2 separate regions of the Mus musculus genome follow, and region 2 is linked to region 1. A link is a contact called in public HiChIP or PLAC-seq data. All regions are on one chromosome and are shown on one strand. Each heading gives the region's core, a stretch centred on a gene start, on an enhancer-like site or on the middle of the called end of the contact. The rest is flanking DNA. Distances are from core to core; before and after follow the strand shown.

Evidence for each region. HiChIP or PLAC-seq counts read pairs in DNA pulled down with a chosen protein or histone mark.
Region 2: a contact with region 1 is called in an H3K27ac HiChIP or PLAC-seq map of double positive thymocytes, with 3 times the contacts expected there. The contact joins two enhancer-like sites. A contact is called at or near these places in 1 of 484 Hi-C or Micro-C datasets (nephron progenitors) and 4 of 115 datasets of contacts at active chromatin or transcription factors (the SCID.adh cell line, double positive thymocytes, memory CD8 T cells and 1 more).

The regions. Positions count from the first base shown.
Region 1 is chr12:107,360,019-107,364,733 of GRCm38.p6, reverse strand. No RefSeq gene overlaps it. Among named protein-coding and RNA genes, the nearest start is that of Gm52008, 250 kb to the right of the region's middle. Within about 2 kb of position 2,448, at least 33 of the 459 cell types and tissues checked have an H3K27ac peak or open chromatin away from gene starts, as enhancers often do. A contact at or near this core is called in the SCID.adh cell line, double positive thymocytes, memory CD8 T cells and 1 more, where this site is marked.
Region 2 is chr12:107,181,458-107,186,172 of GRCm38.p6, reverse strand. No RefSeq gene overlaps it. Among named protein-coding and RNA genes, the nearest start is that of Gm52008, 73 kb to the right of the region's middle. Within about 2 kb of position 2,677, at least 39 of the 459 cell types and tissues checked have an H3K27ac peak or open chromatin away from gene starts, as enhancers often do. A contact at or near this core is called in the SCID.adh cell line, double positive thymocytes, memory CD8 T cells and 1 more, where this site is marked.

The sequences.
Region 1 (4,715 bases), core at 1,199-3,698:
TGGCACAGATAGGGTCCAATGTAGTAAAGTGTGAGGTCACAACCTGGCAAGAAGAAATTCCTTCCATAAGATCTGCTCTGCCTTTCACAGACTGAGGCCTCCAGGATGGGTGAGGGGTACAGTGAGGGATATCAGCAAAGGAAGTGAGATGGGCCTGGGAGATGATCAGTGGATAACAACTTGCCTTATAAGCATGAGAGACTTGACTTTGATACTCAGGCTTAGGGATGGTATTAGGGTTGGCGTTAGGGTCGACGTTAGGGTTAGGGTTAGGGTTAGGGTTAGGGTTAGGGTTAAGGTTAAGGTTAGACAGACATGGTACTAAGCACGCACAACCCAAATCCTGGGGAGGTATAGAAAGGCAGATCTTTGTGGCTACTTGGACAGAGAGCCTAACCTGATTGGAAAATCTTAGGTCTTAGAAAGAGACAGTGTCTCAAGAAAACAAGGTGGATGACTACTGAGGAGCAATGCTTAAATTTGTACACACACACACACACACACACACACACACACACACACACAGAGAGAGAGAGAGAGAGAGAGAGAGAGAGAGAGAGAGAGAGAGAGATTCAGACACACAGAGAAAGATAGACATACACACAGACATACACAAACACACAGAGAGACATACAGAGATACACACACAGAGAGACATATACATATATGCACACACACAGAGACATACACACACAGACATACACAAACACACACACAGACATACATACAGAGATACACACAGAGAGACATACACACATATGCATACTCATACATACATACACACACATATACACATACATACATACATACATACGTACACACATCAGAGAGAGAGAGAGAGAGAGAGAGAGAGAGGGAGGGAGGTGGTGTGGACAGTGAACAGCAGCTGTGACTTGGTCTGCTTGCTTAGCCTATGCGCAGCATGAGGCATGAGGTATTCACAGATCCTAACAAAGCTTTTTGAGCTCAGCTCATCCATCAGGCAATGCTTGTCAGAGCAGCTACCTTGTCTGGGGATGGGAGCATGCCTTTGACTGTGTTGTTTGTCTTGGATCAAAAGCATCCTTTGCAAGGGACTCTCCCTGCTTCCTGGTCAGGGTAGAGCAAGAGCCTGTATTCTCCTCATGTGCAGCGTGGAGCTGAGACATCCTGGTCCCTCTGTTAAGGGTGCCCCCTTCCCCCCCCCCCCACCCTGTGATCTGCCACCTCTGCTCTCACGGGCATGGGAACCACTTGTTCATGTCAGAGGAGTCGGCTGTGACAAGAACATTAATTTCTTTGCACAGACATGTGTCCTTGTCACTCGTGAGAAACATTGCAATGTTGAACACTCGTCTGCACACAGAAACAGGCGACAGTACTTCGTTCCAGAACAAGCCATTCAATGGGGGTGGGGATGGGGGTGACAAGCAGGTGATGATCTGTGCTTACCCCTCAGGCTGCACGACAGGATCTACCTAAAAGCTCAGGTCACTGCCAGTCACTCGATCTTTACCATTGTCATAGTGTCCTTCGATCCACTAAGTTTGCCACAGGGAAGAAAATGAGTTTCTGGGTGTAGAAGAAGAAACTTCCGTTTTGAGAAGGTTAGGGAATCCAACACTCCCTTCTGACCTCTATAGGTTGCTTCATGCCCATAGGGCACATATATCTAGGTGAACACACATACACATAAAATAAATACACAAATGTAGATATTCAAAGTCATTCTCTTTCAAGTAGTATCTTTTGGAAAATATAAATTTAGATTAATTCCTGGCAAGGCTGCAAAGAGGACCTGTTAGTTGTTAGACCACAGGCTGAACACAAAGTAAGGAAAATATTGACCTAGTTAAAGCTGAACTTTTCTATCTATTCTAGACAAACCTTGTGGGGTCTGCTATATAAATCCAAAATTCCACCAAAATTGTTATCCTAAGCATAGACAGTACAATGGATTTCAGTTCATGGTTGCCAGCTGGACCACCACCATATGGAGGTTTCTTTAGTAGCCAAGGGAGTGTCCCTCGATGGTAACCAACACGGGCCAAGGAACTTCAAACTGAGGATTAATTAAGTATTGGTTTCCATTGGCTTTAGCAAAGTCAAGGGCACGTAAGAGGTGTTCAACTTCCCACAGAAGAGAGACAGGGTATCGGTATAGTTTAGACTAATAAATCCTTACAACAGCACCTGCATGATGGTGGAAACTTGAGTTTCTAAGAACATGCCACCTCTGGTTGGATTTAAACAGAAAGGTGGCTTTGCTCGCTCATATTTCCTACCAGGCAAACCCGGGAAGGATTCTCCTATGTCACACAGTCAAAGGTGTCCTGGGCACGCGTATCAGTTATATGTGGTAGGGGAGAAAGGATGTGTGATGTTTCTGTCTACTCCATTCTTAGCGGGGACAGACCTTTGTCGCTGGAGGCAGGCTAACAAAGAGAAAAACAAACACAAGTTTAATGCCAGCTCGGTCTACTTCCTGTACAGATGTGAGACAGCTCAGAGAAGAGCTGATCTCCGGAGAGATCTCGGTGTGTTATCTTAGACCTGAGGCTTTAACACTCTCTTCTCTAAGCCTGAGAAGAATGAAAGCAGGGTGGGCTCGAAGTAAGTCCAGTTGAGATAAACCAACCAGGGAAAATACCAAGAAACCAGGGTACATTTTGTACTATAGATTTAAGTAGAACAGACTTCTGTGGTAAGCATCTCTGGTCATTCAGGGTTGCTCTCGATGGTATAAAGGTCACACACACACACACACACACACACACACACACACACACTGCCCCCACTCACAGTAAATCACTCGCAGATGTAAATGTCTCCCATGGAAATTTTCGAAGTGACCCCTGTATGTATGTACAATTTCTTAAAAACAGAAAATAGAAAGCAAAACCAAACAAAACCAGCTCAAAATAAGCCTTGCGCCAAAGAGGCACGTTCCACAAGTTGGGCCTGTGGCACGTGCTGGCCTGTGGCAGTTGTGTCTCACAATGGAGTATAGTGTGTGCTGACTACCATGGAGAGTGACAGTTCAATCATTTAGGACAGTCTTCTGGAAGGCTGAGAGTAGTGTTAGTTTAGTAGGCCCACCATAGTGCGGCGGCATGGGCAACAAGACCTTAGTGCCTCACAGTTTAGAAGGCCGAGGTGGTCGGCATGTCAGCAGGTTGACTCCTTCTGCAGTCCTCCCTCCCTCCTTAGCCTGCTGATGCTCTTTCCCATGTGTTGTTAGTCAACTCTTCCCTTTTTGTTTATCCAAGTCCATATTTTCCCCCTTTTATCAGAGCAGCAGTCCCCAGGACTAGGGTGCACCCTACTAAAGGCAGTTTACACGATCACCACTTTAGAACCCTGGCCTGTACACGCTGGGTTTTAGACATTAGGGATTTAACATATGAATGCATCAGTCCCAACTCAGCCCCTAACAGGGAAACCCCCTGGCACCGATGAGAAAACTCAGGCATAGAAATTTGGTCAAGGTCACCCAGTGAACAAGTAGAGAGCTTGGTTTCAATTCTGCGCAGGTCCAGGCTTTTTAGCGTGAGCTGGGCAAAGTTCTACGGAAATCCAAACCTGCATCTGAAACAGGAAAGGTGAGGTGGCTGGAATGGAGGTGAACCACAGCGGCTATGTCAGGAGCGCCACAGCACTGACACAGAAATGTGGAGTCGGGAATTGGCAACAGGTGCTGACTGAAGGTCTGGAGCTAGCAAGGGCACAGTGTGAGCCCGTGTCACATTTCCTTAAGGTCCTGAGTGGAGACAGCCAGCCCTTGATCAGAGCTTCATCTGGTGTACAGCAGCAGGCACAAGCTCTTTAAGGCTAGAAAGACAGGGATGCGGCCCGTGAGCCACTTCTCCCCCATATCACAGAGCTGCCACTAATATGAACAATGGGCGGTCTGCTTGCCGCTAATTGTGCTGGGAGAAGAGAGCAATGCTCGCATGAGTGTTCAGGCACACGAGAGACATCATCAACACAGTCTGAAACATCACCAGCTCCTGTTCAGGACTGATCTGCAATTGTAAATCCATTAGTGCTGCGCATGACTACTAAGAACCTGCACGTTTGCCAAGGAAGCTGACGTGCTTCTCTGCGAGGGAAGCATATACCCTGTGGGGGGGAAATAATTCTCTTCCTGTGCAATTAGATCTGTCTCTCCATTCAAATCATGTTTAATAATCTTCGGATCAGTAGGTCATTTTTAAGTGTGAATAACATCAGCCCGTGTTGACACTGGACATGGGCTCTTAGACAAAGGGAAGTGTTTTCGACCTTGACACCCTTGTTCCCCTAAATAATGGTTTAATAAACAGGCTGGATCTGTTTTGTATGGACAATCCCATGGGTCTCTGCAGAGCTGGCCTGTTCTGCCATGCATCTCAGGGGCCCACAACCTTCAGTCCATGGGACAGGTCTAGCTCTGGCCTTTGTAAATGGAGTTTTACACTCAGGTACTGTCCATAGCTACTTTTGCACTAGAATTGAGCAGCTGTGACATGGTAGGCCTGAAGAGGTTGAAGTTTTGGAATCCTGGCATGGAGCCTCATGGAAACAGTTCCTTCTCCAGCATAGCCAGACATCCCATGGAGACATGAGATCATGTACTGTCAGCTTGCGCTGGCCAGCTCATAAAACCAGTGATAAATACCCATAGGTATGTCCATGTTCTTGACTGTTTCCTTGACTAGAGGGAAACAAAGACTCCGTTGGGAGCTGGGATGACA
Region 2 (4,715 bases), core at 1,428-3,927, 180 kb after region 1:
CTGCCTTTCTACCTGTCTTCTGGGTTCCATCTGAACTTGATGTGTGTGTGCATGGTGATGCACTATCACCCCCACCTCTAGATTCCAGGCACACAACTCAGAACTTCTTGCAGCCTGTTTTTTTATGCAGCCCCTTGGCTTACTCCAGAGACCTATGGCTCTTGCATCTACTTTGAAAGGACCTTGGCTGACTCCCCTTCTTGTGGTTATGGCCTCTGCGCCTGTCCGTCTCATCGCTCTGCTTGTTTTAATGGCAACATTAGGGGAGTCTCAGAATGCCCACTATGCTCTCTGTGTTGTCATGCATGTGCATGGGATATTGAGCCCCTCCCAGGTCAGGGACAGAATGCCTTCCACTTCCTGGTACTGGGCATCTGTCCCGCAAACATTTCCTAAGCTGAGTCAAGTTATACTCTGCTTGGAGTAAACAGGCCCATGATGCACACTGTCTTTGATAAAGAATTTATTTCTGGAAATGTGGAGCCTCAGTCTGCTGAAGTACAGGTGTTGCAGGACAGGGTCACCAATACCTCTGGGAATGTGTTCTTCTGCTTGGACACCGTCCTGATTCTGGTTCCCACACCACCTAATCTATGCCTTGTCATGCATAGGTCATAGGCTGGCATCTTGGTCTACTCAATTCTGCTTGAACTGACCCTCTGTTTCTGCTTTTATAATGGCTGCCATTGTGTTCTCACAGGCAAATGGTCCCCCAGCTCTCCTAAATAACGGTCTCTCCTAGTGCTTCAAAAGAGTTATCTCCCAGAGAGCGGGAGGCAGGCTGTATGCTGAACAGTGCTGGGTGATAGTGAGACTGATGTATTCAGAAAATGAATAACATCTGCTTCGGGAATCATGGTTGGTCTCAGGCCTCTGAGCTCACATCAAACACACAGGGCACTCAATGAGCATGCTGTGCACGGCCACGGCCACAGATGAGAGCAAATGTCGAGACAGTCACGCTGCCTTCCATCTATCAGCGACCTGGTCTGAGATGAGCATGGTGGACCCTTTCATGGCTCAGCCTGGATTCACTCACCAAAGTGTAGATGTGATATGCCATAGCTTAAGAAAAAAGAGACTGACACGCTGAGCTAGCCTCCAGTCCTGAGCAAGGGGCAAGGCTATAATCAAACCAAAGTAGTCACAATTCCAAACAGGGCTCTTTTGACATTTCCATGCTGTTGCCAACTGTGACCAACCAGGCATGCTCAGAAGAGAGGGAGTTCCCAGCTCATCCTCGAGGAGACGAGACCACTGATTTCAGAACCAGCTTCCTGTACTTGGTGCAGCTTGGTCCTGAGGATGGAGCCCGCCCAGAGCCATGCTCTCATCTTTGCAGCTGACCCCAGGCTTGTTTCTCAATGACTTCTACAGATCCAGAGGGACCATGAACATCTATCTACAGCCCTGGTTCCTCACCTGCATCTCTGATGCACAGAGATAGGACTGGGGAAAGCGGCTGCCTGCCTTTTAACCATGCCTGCCTGCCTGACTCTCTCTCTCTCTCTCTCTCTCTCTGTGTGTGTGTGTGTGTGTGTGTGTGTGTGTTTTCTGTCTCTCTTCTTTCAGGGTTAGAGAAACTGGCAGATTGCCCTCAGTTTGTTTCGAGTAGGCTTCCTTTGAGTGCTAAAAAGGAAAGAGTCAAGAACAAAGAACACAAGCACACAGCACTGCACGTTTCTAAGACAATATAAAAAGTTGTTCAGACAATTTGCAAGGAGACTAACAATAAGACCTGAATGATATTTTCCCCTACTGTTGCCACAGTGACAAGGGCCCACAGGCTACACTGGGGTCATGGACCGTTTCCATTGGTCCCCAGTCAAAGGGTTCTGGCATGATCATCTGACTTTTAGGAAGACTCATCTCTTGTTACAGGGCTAATTTTACATCTCAGACCATCTCTCAGTGTCCTGAAAAGGGAAGAGGAAGGCAGATGGATGATTTTTCAACTGACAGGCAACCAGCTGTCAGTACCTGATGACCATGTGTACTGTCCCAAGCAAGGTGCCTCCCCAGCTTTCAGGGAAGCGGAGAGAAGCTCAGAGGTATTTGGGGTACATCACCAGGGAACGTGGGATAAAGGACTCAGAACCGAGAAGAGACTATGCATCATCTCCATCGTACAAACTCTCAGGGCCCCTCTCTCTCAGGCAGAGGGGGAAGAAGGACCCGGTTCATCTCATTCCTGGGGTTCATATTCTGCTGAGGGGATTGGTGGAGGGAACATGAAGGCAGAAATCCTTCTGAAGATTCAGGGGGAGTTGGGCGCTTTGAGAGGGGCTAGAGATCACCAAATCGCTCACAGCTCGCAGCCCGAGGGACTCTGAGGCGGCTAGGTTTCATTGGGGTCCAGGAGCAAAGGAAGGAGTCAGACACGTGGGGAGAGGGATGAGACCCGTGAAAGAGAACGTAGTCAAGCTGGGCAAGGCAGAGAGAGGCTCCAAGGATTGGAACACGCGTCGCTCATTTACCTGAAGCCGCTTCTTACCTCAAAGCCCAGAAAATGGCACAGAAGGGAAAGAGCAGGAGGACAGAGAAGAGCGTTGTGAGAAAATGCGGCTGTTTGGATACAGTGTAATCTTTGCACCATGTGTGCGCAGCAGCTAAGGACCCCTGCACAGGTTGGGTCCTTCGACTTAGCACAGTGTTGGAGCCCCGCCCCTTCCTGAGAAGCCGAAGGCTGCTGATTGGTGCTATAAGAGAGGCTCTCATTTGTCTAATGGTGTAGCCTCCAGGGAGGGGTTGAGAGGGAAAGGGGGTGGGCGGCTTTGAGAGGGTGATGGGGCAAATACAATCACAACATATTGTCTGCACATATGAAGCGGCCAAAAACAAAGCAAAAAGCAGAAGTGACAAGTGGGTGGCATCCTTGGAGGTCGCCTGCGTCCTGGGAAACGGAGTCAGGGGTTTCATTGCAAATGCTTAGGGCAAGGGAAAGCTGAAGGTTTCCCTCCGTGAGCTTTGGGAAATATTAAAGTTTTGCTGATTTACACACACACACACACACACACACACACACACACACACACACACACTGGTGAGCTATGTGCCTGTAACGGAGGGGTGTGACCCCAGAGATGGTTCTTCATCCCTGAGGCCCAGCATAGGATCTCTGCCTCTTCCTGCATCTGCTTTCCTCCCTAAAACCCGAAGTGAGCATACTTGGCAATAGTGAGTCTTAGAACCTGTGAAATATCTCAACAGAGCTTTTGGAAAATTGAAGGTACCAAACTGTGCGTGGCCAGACTTGCCTATCACACAGCCCTGGTGCCGGGAAGACAGGATTGTAAATTCAATGCAAATTTGAATTACCTAGAGAAATTCTGTTTCCGGAAAAAAAAAAAAAGGCAAAGTGAAAGAAATGAAGAGACAGACGTTTCAATGTTATTGTCAGACGAAGGGTTAAAATTGACCCTGAGGAGAGTTAAAGGATGCTTGGGAACATAGAGGGGACAGCCATTTTCTCACACACTGACATTGCGATTAGCAGCCTCATCAAGAAGCTCAGAGATGTACTACCACTAATCCCAAGATGTAAGGCACGAAAAGATAGATCTAGAATTCTAGCCAGTTCTAGGAACCCAGTGTTGCTTGCAGTGCCCCATCCTGCCTTTCGGGACATCTAGATTCAAGGTTAGCTGGAGGGTGGTCGTGGATAGCAGGCAGGGCAAGCGGGTGGGAGAGCTGGCGGGCATACATAGTCTGTGCCTTTGTTTCCCGGTTTGGTTTCAGGCTGTGTGAATCTCTCGGCCTGCTCTTTCACTTTGAGCTGGGTGTTCACACACTTCTCACGAAATCCAACCCGCGCTTCGTTGGTTCCGAGGTGAGTGGGGAGGAACTGCTGAGCCAGGCCCATGGCTGGCCCCATCAAAGGTGCTGGCCAGGCCTCTAGCCCTAGGTCTCAAGCTTGCGGCCCACGGCTTCCTCCAGGCCAGGACGCAGCAGCCAGCTCACCTTGTTTCGAGTTTCTGTTCGGTCTCCTTTCAAGTTTCATTCTGGTGCCCTTCACACAGCCTGCCCCCACCTCTTCCTTCTACGGTGGGGCAGCTATGTAATTCTTGAGACATCCTCAGCCCGGTAGGGAACTTCAGTCTGGAAGGCCAAGACTGTGCAAGGCCCAGCCTGTGCTACTGGAGCTCTGGACCTACAGACATTCTCTGGCTCTGTAGGTTTTTATCAAAGGCAAGCTTCAGTTTACCCTTTGTAAATGGAGAAGTGCGATGAACTATGAGGCTCGCCCAAGGCCGTAGTCAGGATGGGTAAAATGGAGTATCTGGGGTTGACACCTTCCCAGGCCACATAGATTGGCTTTCTCTGTGAAACAAAAGGCAGCCCAGACACCAGAGATGCTCAGGGATTATTCCCGGTCTCCTAGAGGCCATCAATCAAAGGAGTGCTGGTATCTGTGGGGTGGTACCCAGGGACACATCACAGGACACTTCTCCCCAAAGTCACCTGTGATCTGAGACATTTTTGTAAACTAAACAAAACACCAAGAACGGAGGCTTCATTAATGCTTATTACACCTTAGTTAAATGAATGGCAGTTTTCTGCACACATCCTGGCAACCTGCCCAAACATCTGGACAGGGATGGGCAGGCCTGGCCCTTCAGTCCCCACGAGGAGCGGTTGAGACAGCTAATGTTCGGAGCCTCGGGGTCCCCCGGGGATGGACGCTACCAAACTGGCTGTCTTCCAGGCCTGCTTTA